2 separate regions of the Rattus norvegicus genome follow, and region 2 is linked to region 1. A link is a contact called in public Hi-C data. All regions are on one chromosome and are shown on one strand. Each heading gives the region's core, a stretch centred on a gene start, on an enhancer-like site or on the middle of the called end of the contact. The rest is flanking DNA. Distances are from core to core; before and after follow the strand shown.

Evidence for each region. Hi-C and Micro-C count contacts between places; a contact is called where the count stands out from the background.
Region 2: a Hi-C map of mammary epithelial cells shows a contact between it and region 1, with 3 times the contacts expected there. The contact joins the promoter of Bahd1 here to the promoter of Ankrd63 in region 1. A contact is called at or near these places in 2 of 12 Hi-C or Micro-C datasets (hepatocytes and mammary epithelial cells).

Annotation. Positions count from the first base shown.
Region 1 is chr3:126,128,963-126,135,884 of GRCr8, forward strand. Ankrd63 (ankyrin repeat domain 63) reads right to left here and starts at 4,929. Exons shown (of 1, transcript NM_001399655.1): 1 at 107-4,929. The coding sequence starts at 4,412. The coding sequence ends at 3,240. It also overlaps a transcript of Plcb2 not described here.
Region 2 is chr3:126,344,850-126,351,552 of GRCr8, forward strand. Bahd1 (bromo adjacent homology domain containing 1) reads left to right here and starts at 1,555. Exons shown (of 7, transcript NM_001427253.1): 1 at 1,555-1,871.

The DNA.
Region 1 (6,922 bases), core at 3,679-6,178:
GGCTGATGAAGGTAGGGCATGCCACCAAATCAAGTGTATGCTTCTGTCTTTTCAAAGGAAGCCAAGAGGCAGCAGTGAGCAGGAAGGTAAAGAGAGGCCAGTTCTCCAAACAGAACAACACTGGGTTTATTAGCTGCTCCTACCCCTGCTGGTCTTTTTCGGCACATTGCTCCACACGCATGTGCCGATGCCCTTTACACCATACCAAAACCAACCAGCTCTAAGTGCCAGTGGCTGGGGCGACTCTTCACAATGATGACAATGATAGGAAAAGCAGAGTATGCAGCAAAGTCACTTCTACACCGGGAGGGGACAGGGAGGACCGCAGCCTCAGTATACCTAGAGCTAACAGGAGGTCTGGAGAGAGTAAAGTGTGCTGGAGTTCTATACAGAGCCTGCTAAGGCTTAGCTGAGGCTAAGGGCAGACAACAAGGCCCACAACTCAGTTGAGATGGGAAAGATCTACAGTGTATCAGAAATGTCACTTCCGACCATCCGTCTTCCAGCAACTCCACAGAATAGACAGGAGTAAGCATTTACCCAACAGAGACTCACCAAGGTGACGCTCCCACAGGGTACACATCAGTGACACTGAATGGTTGACAGCACCCCTGGACATAATGTGTGAACCAGATTTCAGGGTGCTTGTAAGCCAAAAAAAAAAAAAAGTATCCTTACACCATTAAAAACATCACTAAAAGTAAACATTGTTGAAAATGGAATGTGAGTGAGGAAGGGTCAGAGAAAAAGCACTACTCACTTGGGGTGTCCCAGTCCGGACCTCCTCTGACTTTTCAGACACTGTGGTATACTGCACTTCTGACCCTCAGGGTGAGAAAAGGCAGGTGTGTGTGTATGGGTATGGGGGGCAAAGGCTGGGAACGTCTATCTGTGTGTGTCCAGGAGGGGTGGGGTGGCAGAGAGATCACCCCAGAATGGATAGCAACTGTCCTAAGACAACACACATGGTCAGGTCAAGGTTCAGAAGCAACAAGGGTTGGCAGCTCCAGCTGTTCTAAAGATAGCAGGAGATCTTCCAACAGTACCCTTAGCTTGCAAAATGACTTGGGGTTCTTGGTGGGCTTCTGAGCACTTCTTACTACACTCAGTGCTGACTTTCCTTGTTCACTGTTCCTCACTTCATTGAAGTGAAGCGACTTCAAGTATCCGGATTTAACATTTTACGAGAGGAACACGCTTCATGGGTAAAAAGCACACAGAGGGAGAAGTTACACATCGATGATCTCCCGATGAAAGCCAAGTCTGAGCTCCCAGGGCGCAGCGAGGAGAGTGCAGAGGTGCCACCAGGGGGCAGCAAGGATTACGGTCCTAATTGTGGGCTGGCGCGCGGCCTCGGACGCAAGGGAGGAAGAACAGGAACTGCCGAGCTCTGTGGCCCCGGCAAAAACTGGTTTCCGACTTCCTACCCTTCTACCGCAGACCCAGTTTCTGAGCACCAGCATTCTCTCTTGGCAGATCCCTCGGAGTGACTGGTGAGAAACCTTTCCACAAAGATGATCTTCCACAAGGATCAACGTCTTAAAAGACTTTATCGCAGGCAAGTGCGGGGTTACATGCTCACTCTTCCGGGTTCACAAACAAAAACCCGAGTTACTATTACGGCCAGAAAACTTTCTCTGCCTTGAAGCAGGAGTTTTTACCCCACCTGGCTGGTACAGATCTTCCACCAGGAGCTAGCACTGACACTGGGGTCGTAGAGCATACAACCTGCCAAACTCCTTTCTTCGCCCCCTCTCTGGGGCGGTACAGTGTTGGAGGGCAGGGGCGGAGAGGGAGAGGACAAAAGACTTCGCGGGGAGGGGGGCTAACTACTTCTCCACAGTTGCCTCTGACTCACTAATCTGCCCAGTAATAAAAGCTGGAAGCTGGGCTGGGCCTGCATCCCACGCGGTGGAGCCCAGGCAGGGGTCCTTGGTCTCGATCTAGCATCCATCATCTGCCCTGCCCTCCATTAACAGCCCAGCAAGAAGCAGGAGACATTTAGCAGCCCCTTCCTATGCTTTCTCGGGAGTTTGATGTAATTTAGACCGGGACCTGCGGTTCGTGTGGGCTCTCGACTCCCGCGCCCGCCGCCGTTTAACGTTGCAAACACTCTAGTCAATTATCCCCCTTGCGGAGGTGCTATTTAAAGAGACGTTGTCAGTTTCTTAAGCCTCCGATCAGACCTGCTGCTTTCTGCTTCATACACAAAGGCTCAAAACACGAGTTCTTTTGAGGGTTGGGAGAAATACAATTAAGCAAGTCCTTCCTAGCTGTTCCACCCTCCTGGAGCACCCACGTGCGGAATGGGGGAGCTGGGAGGAAGGAGGAGGTGGGGTGCTATGTCCTTTCCATTTCAGGCCTCCGGGACGAAGTGGAAATTTAATTAAGGCTGGGCCAAGATGAGGGAAGCATTGAACCTCAGAGATGAAATTCAACTGCAATCCTTTTGGGGGTCAAGCTGCCCCAGAAGCCAAGAGTTAGTAGGGGCTTACAGTAGCAAGCCTACGATGCCAATGAAGTTGAATCCTGAGTCTGACTGAGACAGAGTCAAAGGAAGTTTATTTCCCAGTAGGGAAAGCTAGTAAATACCTAAAGGGGATATTAAGTTCCAAAATATCTTTGCCTTGAATGAGGAATTTCTGCCTCAGAAAACCTTAACCACTGGATTGCTTCATAATCAGCACTCTTGTCCAAAAAGCTTATGGGGCTACCTCGTTTCCTCCCTTTCTCCAACCTTATAGGGAAGGGAGACTTCGGTAGTTGGTCAACTATTATGGTCAGCATCAGCAGGCACAGTCGCCTGGGTCCTTGTTCTCCAGAGCCGGTTCTACTGCCACCCTGGCTGCCAAGGTGTTAGGGAAAGTTAGAAATAGGCAGGGGGTCCTGCAGGAACCGAGACTAGGCAGCTGAACCTCAGGGCTGGGATTGGGATTGAACCGTCCACCTTTCTGGCTAGAAAGCTGAAGCCTACAGAAGCAGCCGTTCACACCTCCTTTTTCCCCAGGACAAGAAAGCCACGTTGGAGGAAGGTGGGAGATTTACATAGGAAATACCAATGAGCACACAAAAAGATGGGATCTCTACAACTGGTAGAGGTCTACAGGAGGTCTCCCTTTAGCAGTGGGGACTGGGAGGGGGGGTCAGCAAATTGCAGAGAAAGGAAGGACTTGGAGCAAAGGGAGATATCTCAGTAACTAGAGACAGTGGACTTTTACAGGGCTCGACCTTCGTGCTCCTTACCGCTGAGCCTGAAGTACCACAGCCTCTGTGCCCGCCTGCCAAGGCTTTGGCCCAGGCACTGAGAAAGGCAGAGCATTGTTCTCTAATTCTGGACCACTCTCAGGCCCTGAAGCCTCCCCGACCAGGCTGGGGATGTCTGGGGCTGTGGAACGTCGGCGCAAACCCAGGCGGCCAGAGCCGGGGCCACCCTCGGGATGAGGACTAAGGCCGACCGGGGCTTGCATTAAGGCTAGTGGCGCTCCCTCCAGCACCTCATGTGAACGCCACCGCCCACTCCCCGAAGACTGGGGTGAGTTTGGTCGAACCATCAGAGCTCCTGCCCTAAGGCGTGCTGTCTCCTCCTCCGTCATGGTACCCAGAGCTAGGCTCATGCTCCGGCCCAACTCTGGCCTCTCGCTGCCTTGTGCCCTATGACGGCCCGAGCCCTTGCCAGCAGAGGCAAGCTCACCTCCGTGGCCGTGGCCATGGCCGTGACCGTGACCGTGGCCGCCGGCAGCTCGCGCAAACCGTGCCAAAAGAGGACGCGGCAGACGACGGGGGCTGGGACGTCGACGCTCTGGGCTGGGCACCGGGGCAGAGTGGCCAGGGGGACTGTCGGAGTTGGAGCCCCGGGCCGCTGCCGCAGCGGCTGCCCGACCCCAAGGCCCGGTGAGGGCTTGCACACAGGTCCCGTGGCCGCGGGAGGCAGCGAGCTGCAGAGCGGTGAGGCCCGCACGGTTGGTGCGGTCAAGGCGTAAGCCCAGGCGGCGGAAAGAGCGCACCAAGAACTCCAGCACCGCCCCGTGGCCGCACGCCGCCGCCCACATCACCGGGCTGTTGCCCGCCGAGTCCGTCGCCTCCGGATCGCCGCTGTACTGCACCAGCAGCTGCACGGCGTCTAAGTGGCCTCGCTCGCAGGCCAGGCTGAGTGCAGTGCGGCCGCGCTCGTCCCGCAGGTTCACGGCCGCACCCTGCTCCAACAGCAGTCGCACGAAACGCGAGCGCATCGCGGGGTCCGGCAGCCCCACGGCCACCATGAGCGGCGTCCGGCCCTGCTCGGCGCGGCAGTCGATGATGCTGCGGTCCAGCGCGTCCAGCACGAAGCGGGCCAAGTGGACTTTGCCCGCCTGCATGGCCTCAAGGAAGGTGCGCGTACCCGCTCGGGGGCACAGGTCCTTGGGCTTGAGCATGGCTCCGGCCGCCGCGCCCGGGAAGTCCAAAAGCTCCGCACGGGGGCGCCCCTGTTCCCTCACCCCACGGGGCTAAGGCCCCGGCCCGGACACCCGTACCGCTCTTCCCGCGCGGTGCGTAGGTGGCTGTAGCCGAGTCTCCTGCAGTTCCCGCTCGGGTCTCCCTGCCTCTCCGCTGCCTCGCTGCTCCCGGGACGTCTTGCTTTTCCTCCCTGGCCCCCGCCCGGAGGTGGCTATTTGTTGCTTCTGACTCCCGCTCAAGCTCGGCCTCCTCAACTCTTGGGCCCTCTTCCCTGTATCCGACGCCCCTTGGTCCCTCGTGGCTTGGAGCAGCGCCACTCACCGGTACCCCGGGCAGCCCCTGCTCCCCTGCTGAGCGGGTGGCTCCCGCCTGGCGCGCCTGCCTCCAGCCTCGGCGGGGAGCGCTGCTCTTCCAGCTCCCGGAGCCTCTCCCCACCTCCTCCTCTCTTGCGGGGGCCGGGAGGCTTGCTTTTTTACTTAGGGGGCTCAGCGGCTCGTGAGGTACCCGACGCCTAGATACCTGGCTTTATAGCTTCGGGGGTCTCCATGGCAATGGCTGCTCTGGAAGCAGGCTGCACCTTCAGGGCAGAGACGGACAGGGCGAGGGAGACCGCCCCTGACCCCCCACCCCTTCGTGGGCCACGAAGTTGGGGAGCGGCTCCTCCTCCGCGCTCCCCTGGGAATGCGGCGGCGGTTGCGGGGCGGGGGCGGAGGCTGCTCGCCGGGGGCCACATGCACCCGGCGGGGCCAATCCTAAAATCTCAGTCTTCTTTCCCCGCCCCCCCGCCTCCGCCAGAATCGGTAGCGTCGGCTGCTTAGAAACTGGCGGGAGCTCCTACCATCGGTTCTAGGTTAAAGGGACTGGGACCCCACGAGGACAGAACTGGACAATGCACGAACTTGAGGTGGGCCAGAGACAGAGGTGGAGTAATTTGGGGTATGAGGCATTTGTGCTCCGGACTGAGGGCGCTCAGTCTGGCTGATAACTGCCATCTAAAGTGCAGCGAATCACAGTCACACACAATTGTGCCTCCCGCACACGCTCACTCAGAGCAGGGCGGGGGTGCATTCTCCAATCTCAGACGTCTCCAAACCTGACAGCGCGCCCGCGTGCCAGCTCCACGGTCGGTCGGTCGCTGTGGAGCAAGCTGACTAGACACTGGCCGCTGTGACCCAGGGCAGGTGCCTTAGGATCTGAGAGTGTGCAGGCATCAGGACTCCCCAGGTACTGTCCCCTCAAGGATGAGCTAGGGCTAAAGTCTAGGAAAGGGCAAAAGACACAAGCAAGAATTCCCCCAGAAGGCTGGATTCTCTTGAGCACAAAAACCATCTCTAGGCCACAGAGCTCTCTACCTGACCCCCTAAAGAAAGAACCGGGGATCCATTTTTTTTTCCAGTCAGATGTGTGGAAAACTCACTGGACATCTTCCTTTGGACAACTCATAGGTGCTAAGGAGGAGTAATACTGAAGGCCTTCGCTGAGTCTTACAATGAGTGTCCCACAAGCTCCCATGTCTAGAGGGCTTGACAATAGTTGGAATGGAATTTATTTGTAGAATAAGTGAAGGGCTGGGGACTTTTCGAAGCTGGTAGAGTATTTGCCCAATATACACAAAACCATTGGTTTGATTCCCAGCATGAAACCAGGACTTAACAGCCCCAGCACTTGAGAGATGGAGGCAGGGGGATCAGAAGTTCCAAGATCATCCTCACCTACATAGTGAGGTTGAGGCCAGCCTGGGCTACATGAGAACCCTACCATTGTTTTTCCAGCGATGTTAAGGGAAGATGTACAAACAATTCTGAATGAAGGAGAATTGACCCAGGACTGAAAACATTTGCTAAATACAAAACTCAGACAGCCAGTGGAAGGACAGATGAATACTGGGAAAGAGTGGGAACTGAGGTCTTCTGAAGGCAGCAGAATTAGTCCTTAAGGACGAGTGACATTGGCTGCTAAGAAACAAGGAAGATGGTCCAGACAGAGGGTTACAGGGACAAAGGCACCCAACAGGCACAGGTCAAGGGCTGTGTTCAGGGGTCCTATGCTGTAAGAGAAAGGAAGCTCAGTGAAAAATTGAGGGGGTGTTCAGTCTGGGAAGAGTAGGTGGCTTTGCAGGACACTCCTGAGGATTCTGTGAGGAGTGCTCTTGCTGGACAGTGGGGGCGGGGTGCGGGAGAGCATCCATGTCTTCTGGAACACCTAGGCTCCAGGATGGCCTAGGAGTGGATTCAAGCTAGACCCTACAACAGGAACCCACACTCCCCTTTGTCCTGTGAGGCATATTACTAAGTGCACAGTAGGTGAAGCTAGCCCCACACACAATTCTTGGCATGGGAGCGAGGTCTCAGCCTGTGTTGTGGACTGGCAGTGTCACCCCAGGCCTGCACATTCCTATCTGTAAGAGGAAGCAGAGAGAGAAACTCAGCCTGCACCACAAGGGATCAGGAGCCAGTGTTGGAAAAGCACCACCTCATTTAGAGGGCCC
Region 2 (6,703 bases), core at 305-2,804, 210 kb after region 1:
GTTATCTTAAAAGCTGCTCGGGTCAGCGCGTCAGTAGCACGGTCTAGGAAAGGTGGGGAACTGTATAGAGTGTAGGAGGAGCCCCTAAGCCACTCTCCAAGGCTCGTTTTTTCCTGCTTACTAACCAGGTTTCTTCAGCACTCTGGGCGCTTCTCTGCCCTAGGCGTTCCAGGGCCCAGCCCCTCCCCGGCTGCTCCCAGGCTCGGGTGACTTGACACTACCCTTTCTGCTCCTGCTCCTTTACCTCCCAAAGCGCCCCTCCCCCGCCTGAATTGGGAATGAGGCTTTGTTCAGGGGTGGACTCGGTATTTCTCAAGAACCTACTGTGTGCACATTACGACTCCTTGAAGTGAAGTCCTGGGCTGGCTCTGACGCTACAAGGTGTCCAGGACACGGCCCCTTCCCGCACCTCCCAGGGACTTCCCACCCCTTCGTATGACCTCAGCCTGCTTTGCCCACCCACCCAGCTGACCCCGAGAGCGTGCTCAGGCTTGGAAAAGCACGTCTGTGGGTGTGAGAGACGGAGCCACAGCATAAGGTGACTATGGGGAAGCTAGGTAAGTGTCTGCACTGGTTCTACCCAGGCTTGGGGACGCGAAGGAGTGTGTCCAGCCGCGCCTGTTGGGCTGCCCGCCCCTTTCCCTCTCCCCCGGAGAGCTCTGATGTTCCCCGCGGTGGTGGTAGAGGGTGTGTGGGTGTCAAGGACTCACAGACCAGGCTGTGCTGTCAGCTGGAAATGGATGAGGGTTCCACACTTGGCTTCTGAAAGAGGGCGAATTGGGAGCTGGGGTGGGGGGCGGTAGGTGAAGGGCAGAAAGAGGAAAAAGAGATGCGGGTGAGGGGTTACGGAGCCAGGACCGACCTTGCTAGGAAGGAAAGGAGACGTGGCAAGCAGGGAAGTCGGAAAGATGAGGCAAGGGCGGGAGGGGCTTCTTAGCAGTCGGGGCCCTTTCGCGCGAGTCTGGGGCCCTTTCAGAGGAAAGGGGGTGTTGTTCTTGCTTGAATTTTTCGGTTGGTCTTCCCGAAGCTTTGCCATGGGGGCAGCAGCCTGAGGAGGGTGGGGTGCCCCCTCGGCCCTCAGTTTACTGTAGCGGGTGCTGGAGAGGTTAGGAGGGAAGAGAGATGTAGAAGGGTAATGGTCAGGGCGGGGGCGCGCTAAGATTTTTCAGGGTGGGGGTCTGCAGTGAGGTGCTGGGGCTTCAGGGTCAGGTCACCATGGGATACTGGCTCAGGCTCCAAAGACCAGGAGAAAATACTAGAAGCCGGCAAAGAAAATCATCCCCCGCCACCACCCTTGGCACCGTACCCCTCCCCCCAGGCCCCACCACTCCCCGCACCGCCTCCCCCGGCCGCCTCGTGCTGCCCCCTGCGTCGGGACGACCGACCCACGATTCTGATTGGTTGGAGACCGGGAGGGGGAGCCGAGGGCCGGATTGGCTGGCGGGGCCAGCGCAGGGCGGGGCGGCTGATTGGCGGAGCTTGCCGAGGGGCGCGCCGCTGATTGGCTGGGGACGAGGAAGCAGGAAGGAGGGCGGCGGAGGCTCCGCTCTCGGGGAGTTTGTGGGGGAACCGCGAGCGGCGTAGCGGATCCCGGAGCCCGGCCCCCGCTGCTCGCCCGTCCGGCCGCCTGCCCCGCCCGTCCGGCCCTAGCCGTCTGCCCGCCCCGGCCAGGCGCGCCCGCCCCCCCCCGACGGCCCCGCCCGACCGCGGCCCCCGCTCCGCCCGCCCGGCCCTGGCCCCCAGGAGGAGGCGCTGACGCAGCAGCGTGGAGCCCGGGAATTGAGCGCCCCCGGGGGGTTCCAGCCGCCGGATTCCAGCCCGGTCAGGGCCTGCGGGCGCCCAAAGCCGCGCCGTCCGCGCCGCTCGTCCCGGTGAGCTAGGAGCTGGGATCCAGGAGGGGGAAGGGGAGGACGAACGAGCGAGAGCGAGCGAGCGAGCGAGCGAACGAGCTAGGTAGGCGGACTAGCAAAAGGGAGAGGACCGGCCGCCCGTCAGCGCGCCCCGCCGAGCGCGCCGCGCCGCCGCCCCCGCCAGCCCCGGGAAGGGACGGACGGACGACAAGAAGCAGGTGCGGCTGCCTGCCCGCCCGCGCGCGCCGCCTCCCTCCCCCGGGTCCGGCGCTGCGGTCCCGCCATCGGGGAGCACTGCGCGCCTCGAGGTGACAGCCCCCGGGGGGCGCCCGCCTCGCAGACCGGGGGCGGGGTGGGTGGCGGCCGCAGGGTGGCAGCTTGGCCAGGGGGCGGCGGCGCGGGCGTCCCGGGCTACGGAGGGCGGGAGGACGCGGGGTGCTTCCTCGCCGCGGCGGAGCCGGCTCGCCTCCGAGTGCGCGGGCGGCAAGGCCCCCGCCAAGCCCCCTCCCCCATCGTGGTCCCCGAGGCTAGGGGCCGCTGCTGGGGGCGTCGCCGCGGGAGCGCCCTCTCGGGGTGGGGGGCGCCCTCCAGGGTTGGGAGCTGACCGGCAATTGCCGGAGGGGGGGTGGGGATGGGGGCCGCGTCAGGGCGAGGGGTAGTGTGGACCGGATCGGGTCGGGCTGAAGGAAGGGAGGCGCCGAAGACGGAAGGGGACCGGTTCGAACAGCGAGTGTGGGCCGCGGGAGGCCCTGTGGGGACCGTGCGGGGCGGCGGCCGAGTCCGAGGTAGGGCGGGGGGAATCGAAGTTGTCAGACCGCCTCTAAGTGACAGCGGGACCCGGTGCTCCAGGCCCGGCCTGGTTGTGCCCTGCCAGCCCCGCCGCCTCTCCTCTGGGGCCGGGGGCCGGGTCAGGTCGGGCCCAAGGGGCCCGCTCGGCGGTGAAGAGCCGGACAAAGGCGGCGCCCAAGCGGGCGCAGGTAGTGGTATCAGGGAGGGGAGCGAGTCCGGGGCACCCACCCCAAGGGGCGGGCACGGGGCCGGACTCTGCCCTGGGGACTGCGGGGGCCGGGGCGTCCACCGGGAGGAGCTGCGGCACTGGCTCTGGGCTGTAGCCGCAGATATCCTCGCGGCTCCGGGAAGAGTGGGGTCGACTTAGCCAAGGCGGAGGGGCAGGGTTGGGGGGTGTGCGCACCGAGTGCCCTGGCCGGTGGCGAATGGGCTGGTGGACTCAGAGGCGAGCAGAGCCTGCTACCAGTGAGAGGCTTTCAGCAAGTCTGCCTATCGATAGAGGTTTAACTCCACCTGGGATGTCTCCTAGTGGCCCATTGTCGGCAATCTTAAGAGCACAGACGGCTACTTGGATTGGGACTAAGGGACCCCACCCCCAACACACACACCCACTGTGCTTGGCGATGCCTTCACTATTGCTGTAGCAGTTTTCCTTAGGCAAGAAGGTACCCACATAGGGACAAGATAAGCTGAGTCCATAAATTGAGGCAGAAATTTGATGATGACATAAAATAAGGTTTCCAGCTCTCTTTTGTACCACCTGACACGTTTCTCCCCAGCTTCTACACCTCCATAGTCTTCTACCAAAAAGGAAAAAGCCTCAGGGGGACCACATTTCTCGGGGACACCACTGTCCTAGGACACTTTGGAATCTCTGGCTTAAGCTGTGAGAGTACTGCTAACCCCAGCGGTGAGCAGCTCTAGGCTGTATGCTGTTTATCCGTTTGTGAGAATCCACTCAGCTCCCGTGCCCCTCCTCATGTGATTGGGTTGGGAACAGGAAGAGAGGAGACTCAGGCTGATAACAGCTGAGAACATGGCCTTTTGCTGAGAAAAATCTGGGTTGGAGTGGCACACCAGTGGGACTGGTCAAGAGCAGCACTCGGCTGTGTTTGGCTCTAAGCCCACCTTTAGGAAGCTGCTGTCTGCCAAAGGAGCAGGAACAGCAGGGGGTGGAGTTCATTCAGAGCACCCCATCTCTCCCCAGGAGAGTCTGGACCCCAGTTTGGGTGGAGTCGAGGCTTGTGAGGAAAGGGGGGTATTACTTCACACAAGAGACTGAAGTTTGTTTGAGAGAGTTTAATTGTATGTCTAAATCCAGAGAAGGCTGGAGAATCTCTTTTGCTGGGGTTGTACTGTACGAGATTTCTTTTGGTGGCAGTCAGAAGGGTGACCTGGTTTGGCTGCTGGAAGGTGGGAATTGCCAAAATAACATTTCCCTCTGTGACGGGGGCTTAACCTGGCAAGAGATACTTGTCAGTCAGATGAATGTTTAGGACTGGCTCTGGGGAGTTGAGCCATTAAAGAGATGTGTTTTCACTCTGCATTTCTTCGGTCCCTCTGCTCTTTGCTTTCTCCTATGTCTCATCACTCCAGAACTGAGGCTAGCCTGGGACTTGCAGGGAATCTCCTCTCTCTGCCTCCTGGTGTGCACTACCATTGCTGGCGTTGGTTTCTTCTTTTCAGTGTCTTTCCCTTCCTTCTGTTGCCATGTTCCCCGGGTCATTTTCCTCTTGCTTCCTCTGGCTCTTCTGATCCAGTCTGTACACAGCTACCAGATCTTTCTCCCAAAGCACCCCTTTCACCAGTCAGTTTCTTACTCATGAAATCGTGCTTGCCTCCCCCCCCCCCCCCCCCCGCAGCCTGACCCTAGGCAGTGTCCCTAAGGCTATTCCATAGTCCTGCTGAGCACTTTTGTCTCTCCCTGCCCTTGCTCCCCAGCTCCTACCCTTCCTTCTTTCCCACTTGTCCATTATCTTGGTGTTGCTCAGGCCCAGGAGCTTGTGAAAATGGATTGTCTAACATGGTGTCTCACCAAGTGTTTTGTAGATTGGAAGGTTCTGAAGGGCAGTGAGCTAAACGTGTGTGTCTGAGGGTAGTCTAATCTTCCTCTGTGTTGTGTGATGTGGAATTCAGTGGGGATGGAGGGGAACTTTGGCTCTTCTAGAAATGCTCAGTATGGATTTAGTCCTTGGAGGTCTCTGCCCTTTTCTGCAAAAGGTATATAAAAATAGGGCATGTCTGAGGTTCTGGCCATGGGCATGTTAACTGCCGTTTCTGACCCATCTGCTGCTGCAGTCAGCCTGTAGATTGTTCACATGACACCACACAGACAAGAGTGGGAAAGGGGGTGTGATCCTGTTCTCCTGTCCCCACTGGACCTTCTCTTTCTGTACCCAGCTTTGCCGTGTGTTTGAATTTTACTTGTTGTCTATGCTGCATGAATCCATATGGTTTACCTCTTGTCTGGGTGTCAGTGAGGGAGAAAACACTTCGGAGAACACAGAAGAAAAATGAACCTGGGTCAGTCCCTTCGATCGGATTCGTAGGGTTCCTTCTATAGTAAGTGTTTTGACTGGCTATATCTGTCCAAGGTAGAGCCTTGGAATGCTATCGTTCCAGCTGTTTTAGAAGTTGGTGTGTTGACAATCAAGCCTAGACCATGGGGGCATGGGAGAAGAGACTGGCTTGGAGCTAGGGGGATAAAGAAAGATACCTCCTGCACCCATCCTCTTCCCCCCAAACCTTTCAGTTGTGCCCCAGTTTGATGATTAATGAACAAGCATTTCCCTTCCAATCGGGAAGTCCACCCCTCACAGTTGCCATGGCAATGCAGACCTCTCCCCCATCAATTAAGAAAAAAAAAATCCTACTTCTCTTTTACTATAACAGAAAAGCCACCTCAGAAAGCCTCTCCTGAGTGCCTTCCTCTGCCTGTGCTGTCTGCATCTGGGAACACAGTCCTTTCCCTCTTCAGGGACATCACTTGAGTTTCTTCACCTTGAGCAGTTTTTGCCCCTCTTGGAGCCAGCAGCTCTAGAACCATCAGAAGAGGAAACAACCTTTTAATTTATTCATCCGTAATGCAAATTACAATCCAGAAAGAACCCTTCTCTCTTCTGTAGAGATAGAGGAAGTGGCTCCTTACACTCAGAGTTTAGAAACATGAATTGGGTAGCAGTCAAAAAGGAAATTTCAGTAGACCTGAAAGGAATTCAGCCTAGCATATCTGCTTGAAATTGGAATTCAGTGAAAATTGGCTAATTATTTTCATTTCTCCCCACCTCTCCATCATAGCAGCTAAGAGGACTTAAAATGTTTTCATTTTATCTACTTTTGTTCCTCTTGGCCTTGCTCAGGCAACATCTGGCCTCAGTGCCCTGTCGAAAGGTGAATCATTAAGGAGGAGAAAAAAATCCAAAGGGGGGAAAATCCCCAGAGCTGAAAAGTAGCCTGTGTTGAACTGAAGCTGCCAGCCGAGGCTGCTGAGTTTATGGAGCATTATATGAACAGCCCAACAGTAAAGGGCCTCCTTTTTATGAATGGGTTGCGAAGAATGTAAATAAAGCAGCATCTCTCAATGGGGAAGCATTTCACATAAGCAGCACTACCCCAGCCCAAGTATTTATGGAGCTTGCTAGCACAGTCTGTCTGCAAGGCTTGTTTGCTTTGTGACTTTGGAGGGACTTTGGTTCTGGTGCAGCCTCAGCGCTCTCCTTGTCTTGATGGACCAACACATTGTCTTTTAGCTCTCAAAAGATGGGAAATACCATGTGTGGTCCAGAACTTATGAAAATTAGTAGCAAAGGCTCCTGACACTAGTTCTTAGGTTCTGTAGCTCCTGACCACTCTGACTGCTTAAATCTTCCACATCAGGCCTGGGAGGTCTTAGATGATGAGATCCTGCCTAGTTTTTATGGGAGCCACATAGCTGGAATAAAATGGACTGGTTTGGAAGTCAGCTCCTATATGGTTCTCCAGCCCATCTCCTGGTTTTGCTGCTAATGAGGTATAGGTAGAAGAAGCAATGGGTTTCAAACACCCAGCTCTGGGGTCCCAGGATA